Linked DNA regions of Mus musculus: region 2 is linked to region 1. Evidence: chromatin contacts called from public HiChIP or PLAC-seq data. All regions are on one chromosome and are shown on one strand. The core of a region is the stretch at or near the end of the contact, and the rest is flanking DNA. Distances in the headings are between cores, read along the strand shown. Region 1 holds the start of Klhdc10 (kelch domain containing 10). Region 2 has its middle 15 kb from the start of Cpa2.

Region 1 (2,700 bases), core at 199-2,698:
CAAATGGGTTAATGAACATTTCTGGCACACATCAAAAACCATATCACAAATATTAGTAATTATCTCTCTGAATAAGTAAAATCCCCTTTGTTATCTTTAAATTAATCAACTGATTTTTTTTACCACCTAGAAGAACAAGTCACAATAGTAAACACAATTCAGAAACAATCAGGTTCTCAAAACATCTAAACAAATATACCACTGATACAATCAACTTAACACTAGTCACACATACACAAAAAAACATGGCGAAGGTCTAGTACATCATTCCTGACAATTCTCTTCACGGTGAAAAAAAAAAAAAAACACGACTGCCCAATAAAATGATTTAGCATTCTGTGCATGATTTAATTCTCTACCTTTTAACAGACTGAAAATTTGTAAACGTACGCTTTTTACAACTGTTTACACACATACCTACATGACTTTGTTTTGTTTTTTTTAAAACATGTGAACTCAAAGACCATGAAATTTTTAGCAGTAGGTATATTTTTCCAATTTTCAGTTTTGATACCGGGATCACATCCTTTCGTTTCTTTATATTCATGATCTTCATTTCCCCCTTTTAAAATCTAGTCACCATTACCCATTCTGTCTCTGTACATCCCCAAATATTACTGATTCAACCATTTCCCTTAATCTTTTTTATTTTCTTTCCCATATACTCCCTAGCCAACACACACACACATACATACATACACACACACACTTTCACATGCTCATTCCATTTCAAAATATCCAACTCTGACACAGTTGGTTGGCTTTTTTTTTTTCCTTTCAAACAAAATCACTTCTATATTGCTCTCCTCTCCTTAATTTGGCACTCCTTTTGAAATAATTTTCCACAGTTAAACACCAATGTCTTTCTTTCACAACATCCATCCGCGGAAGAGGAAAAGATTAAGAACCGGGCAAGCGAAACATTTGGGAATGTCAAAGAGACAGCGGCCTCTCGGTCGGGAGGAAAATACAACTCTCCTCCCCGAGCTGTCGACACAGCGAGACTTCTCTTCGGCGTGCTCCGGTTCCCCTCCTGACCTCAACGCCACCTTCCTGCTGCTCTGCTTCCCTGTCCTCCCTCGGCTGTGTGTCCGAGGGGCAGCAGAGCCCGGCGACCGCCACCTTCTCGCCGGCAGCGGCCCCACCACTCACCTGGCAGGTGCGGCCGTCCCGAGAGCTGCACGAATCGGTTGAGCTGTCCGGTGCCCCGACCCCCGCCGGCCGCGCCGGCCCCGCTAACCCCGCTGGCCCCGCCGGCCGCGCCTCCTCCCCGCCGGCGGTTCCGGTCCCAGCCCTGGGCAGCCGACATGGCCCGCTAACGATTGCCGCAGCCCGGTCCCGGCAAGCCCCTGCCCCGGCAGCGCGAGCCGAGCCTCCTTCCCGGGCTCCTCAAGAGACCCGGGAGACGGGGGCCGGGGTAGCGCCGGGCTCTCCAGCAACCAATGGCTGGCCGCCTTGGTGACAGTGGACCAATGGGCAGTCTCTTTCTTGGCAGGTGGAGGGAGGCGGGGAGAGACGTGGTAACCATAGCTATAGCTAAAAGAGATGGGGGGAGAAAAGGCGTAAGCAGACGCTCAGAGAGCGCATCGATTCCCGGAGCTCGCCCGCTTCTCCGGGATGCTGGGGGCTCAGACCAGATAGTCGAAGACCGAGCGGGGAGGCTACGCCAGAGGAGACTCCCAAGCAGGGTCGCTGCCTCAGCATGGTCGATACTCCGGAATTCTGTCCCATAAGCACTGCATTTAGAAACATCATAGGTACACAATGCATGTACTTGGTGTTGGTACATCTGTCTGCAGTTCTGCAAACTGAGCCCCGGTCTGCGGACTGTTGCCACACACAAAGGGCTCACGGGAGGTGGGGGCAGGGGGAGGAGTCAGATGAAATCTAAAAAACTCCTGGCTTTCATCATTTGTTTTGTCTCACGGTGGCACTGCCGGGACCCTTCCCCTGCAAAAGCCACGTCAAGAGCAAACAGCTTTAAACCCGATTAGCAAATACCGAAAACTGTTCGATATTAGAGTAATCATAGAAACACAAGTGAAAATTTCAATAAGAAAATCTTTCAGGCATCAGTGAAGATCTTTATTTAAACACGCGGCTTGTGTATGCCTGCCAAGAAAAAAACAATAGAAAAAGATACTCTCTTAGATGACACACGATCAAGTAAATGTTTTACTCACACACACACACACAAACAATCCACCTCAATTGTCTTACAATATACACAGTTAACGATAGAAAATGGAACGGACGATGTGATTTTAAAATGTAAATATCAGAAATTCCCATCGTTTCAAAATTAAACCGAAAATTTGGCTTTGAAGTTGGGGAGGCGCAGTGCACAGTGGGAAAATGCAGATACACATTGCTGTTTCCAAATAAGGAAAAAAAACATAAATTTCTCAAGGGAAACAAAACCTTTCAAGATCTAATCTGATGGACTGCTGACCCCCTTGATGTTTCACACATGAGAACCTCACATGTTGGATTTTTTTTTTTTTTAAGGAGTGGGGTGGAGAAGGAGAAAGTGCTGAGACCAGAAGTCTCCTTTGATCTCAGTGAGCAAATTTCATGTCGTCATGAAATTTTGGTTTTTTGTCTCCACACCCAGTTTCTGTAGGAAAAGAAGTATTTTTATCCATTATGCATTATGATACAGTTTATTGAAATGTTTGACATCTGATAAAAAGAAAACCC
Region 2 (2,876 bases), core at 322-2,821, 130 kb before region 1:
CCAGTTTCTCAGGCAAGGACTTGAGTTGGGAAAAAAAATCTACCGTAGCCAATACCTGCCTGGTCAAGGCAAAGTGACTGGGAGTGGGTAGAAAGGAGGCCAATAGCCCTGAAAAACCAAAGCACTCACAATGACAGTTCCCCACTCTCTCTGGCTCTCAGGAGGCAGTCACTCATTTCATCAGATGCCACACACACAGGTTAGTCAGGAGATACTGGGGGGAGGGGCATTCATCTCTGACATTTCCAGACTTGCTTTGTGAACGCTCTGGAGTGTGCAGGCTACAGTGGAATGCCATGTCCTTTGGGTATGACGGGCTTCTGCACCCACCGCACCCATCCATGGATGTGGGAAGGCAACGGTTTAGTTACACTTCTATCTTTAGCAACTTTAGCATTACAGAGCACATCCTAGGCAAAAGACCCTGCTCTAGAGATCACAGAGGAAGATCCAACCACAAGAAACAGGAAAACTCCCTGTGAATTCTAAAAAAAAAAAAAAAAGTTACTGTCCCTGGAGCTGATGACTTCTCTTGGTTGGCAGAGGGTCTCCCTCTGGTCTCCAGTTCCAGCACTATAGACTGGGTGTGGTGGTGAATCCCGATGGCCCACAGGAGGGAGAGAGCAAGGAGAATGAAAGGTCAGAGTCATTTTATACAAAGTCTCAGCCACAGGCAACTTTGAGATAAGCCTTAAGGCTACATAAGAACCTGTCTTTAAAAAAAAAAAAAAAAGTAACAACAAAACAAAACAAAAACCTATACAAATAGGCATAATTTAGGGGTTTGTTTGTTTGTTCAGACTAAGCCTCACTTTATAGACTTAATTGGCCTGGAATTCCAAATGAAGACCATGCTGGCCTGGAATTTCTATCAACCTGCCTCTGCCTCCCCAGGTGGTAGGATTAAAAGTGTGCACTACCACACCCAGTCAGGGTAATTTTTTTAAAAATAAATATGTTGGTGGGGTATGCCTTTAATCTCAGCACTGCATGAGCGGATCTCTGTGAGTTTGAGGCCAGGCTGGTTCACATGGAGAATTTCAGGCCAGTTAGGGCTACCCAGAAAGAACAAGTCTTAAAAAAAATAAGAAATTACCTTGCCTGCAAGCCATCCAAATGCAGGTGCCAAAAACAGTGGCATACTCCTGCAATCCCAGTACAGTACAGGGGGCTGAGAGGCAGGCAGATGGTGAAATGGTGAATTCCAGGCAAGTGTGAGCTAAAACACACACACACACACACACACACACACACACACACACAAGAAATGCAAGCTACTGCTCCAGCTCTTGTCAGATCAGGATCCTTTGCTTTCCATATTTCCAACCCGAGCCTTCCTGGACACGTGTTGCCATCCCCCGAAGACTTGGAGAAAGGAGAGAGGCCATTTCCTCTCCCTGCCTGTCTGTTTTCAGAGCCAAGAAACTTTTAAGAATGCCCTCACCAGCAAACTTCTCCCTGGAATGAAATGACACCCCCTGCCTGCTCGAATCACTCCACAGGGGGACTGCTGCTGCCATGATTGGCTCAGAGCAATCAAGGCCCTGTGTCAGTGAGAGTGTACAATGGGCAGAAGGAGGATCTGCTAGGACGGAAGAAAGGGAGGCAATCAGCAGGGGCTACCCGGACTCTGTCTGATTCTAAAGCCCGCAATCAGCGGAAAGACGCGAGGGCCCGGGCCCTGGCAGCCATTTCTCCAGGCACTTTGTCTCTCGTTTCACTCTCAGACCCGCCACTCTGCCTTACCAAATCCGGTAGATCCGCCCACCGGAACCTGGTTTTTATCTCCCCTCTCCCCGCTTTTGATTTATTTTAATTAGTAACAGAGCTGGCTCCCTGCCTGGCATTTTCACTGCTAAATCAAGATTTTGAACATAAGAAAGTTTAAGGTGTCAGAGGACACTAATAAAGACCGTTACAAACTGCAGGCCCCTGTAATCAGGCCATGTTAAGGTCTGCCTGCGAAGGAAGTGAACTCAGAAGTTAACAGATAAAAACTGGAAAATAGTACTATTGGGATTAAACCTTTTTATTACAAAAAAAAGAAAAAAGAAAAAAAAAAGCATTTCATGCACTGATTTTTGAGTACTAAGAAATTTCCTAGATGGAACGTTCAGTGTCGAGAGCTTCCGGAGTTGGGGGGGGTGGGGGGTGGGGGTGTTGATCAAAAAGCACAAGGAGGATTAATTTACAAGACATCTCCCTCTGAGCAGCTTCTCTGGGCCCTAACAATCTTCTGCTCTACATAAAAGGTTTCATACTCTTTGTCCCTGTCTAGGGCTGTTAAGCTAAGCGCATCCTTACACCCAAAAGTGCTGAGAACTGAACATTTAGCTCACAAGTAACACATTTTCCTTCTTGCTCTTCCTTGGTCACTTTGGAAGGTTTGTGGCTCATTTATTTCCCCTTCAGCCGCCATCAGCTCTCAGACCACATGTTCCTGACAGAGAGAATATCCAGGTGGCCTGGTGCTTGGAAACCTGTCAGACATTATTCAATGCAATAAAGAACACATCAGACAAGTCCTTGGGATATTGTTGCAGGGAAACCCTGTTTAGAATTCACTAATTGGGAATCTGTGACAATTTGAGGAAGGGCTAGCAGAAGTTAACCTTTGTGGGGGGAAAAAAGAGTTCACTGAAGTTCTGCATAGTATAAACAAGATAAGAAGGGGAATAATTATCTATTTAAAAGAACCAGTTGTTTTGAAAAGCTTTCTATAGAAGTATCCTTTTACATACAAACTGGGTAATTATGATTTAAACAAAGGCTGGCCTGTTTCTTAGGCTTCTTTGAAATGTCAATTACAAACTACTCTTGTCTCTTCTCCAAAGCAAAGTCCATCCCTGTGCCCTGGCCACAGTTGGTTAGCTGGC

Evidence for each region. HiChIP or PLAC-seq counts read pairs in DNA pulled down with a chosen protein or histone mark.
Region 2: a contact with region 1 is called in an H3K27ac HiChIP or PLAC-seq map of embryonic stem cells, with 7 read pairs. The contact joins the enhancer-like site here to the promoter of Klhdc10 in region 1. A contact is called at or near these places in 3 of 39 promoter capture datasets (erythroid cells, macrophages and neural stem cells), 1 of 15 datasets of contacts at CTCF or cohesin (embryonic stem cells), 13 of 484 Hi-C or Micro-C datasets (B cells, the Ba/F3 cell line, CD8 T cells and 7 more), 13 of 115 datasets of contacts at active chromatin or transcription factors (the 230-238 cell line, the NIH/3T3 cell line, the SCID.adh cell line and 7 more) and 4 of 9 other capture datasets (adipose tissue, embryonic stem cells, liver and 1 more).

What each region holds. Positions count from the first base shown.
Region 1 is chr6:30,400,603-30,403,302 of GRCm38.p6, reverse strand. Klhdc10 (kelch domain containing 10) reads right to left here and starts at 1,448. Exons shown (of 10, transcript NM_029742.3): 1 at 1,153-1,448. The coding sequence starts at 1,309.
Region 2 is chr6:30,525,691-30,528,566 of GRCm38.p6, reverse strand. No RefSeq gene overlaps it. Among named protein-coding and RNA genes, the nearest start is that of Cpa2, 15 kb to the left of the region's middle. Within about 2 kb of position 1,571, at least 77 of the 459 cell types and tissues checked have an H3K27ac peak or open chromatin away from gene starts, as enhancers often do. A contact at or near this core is called in the N1E-115 cell line, craniofacial prominence, embryonic forebrain and 3 more, where this site is marked.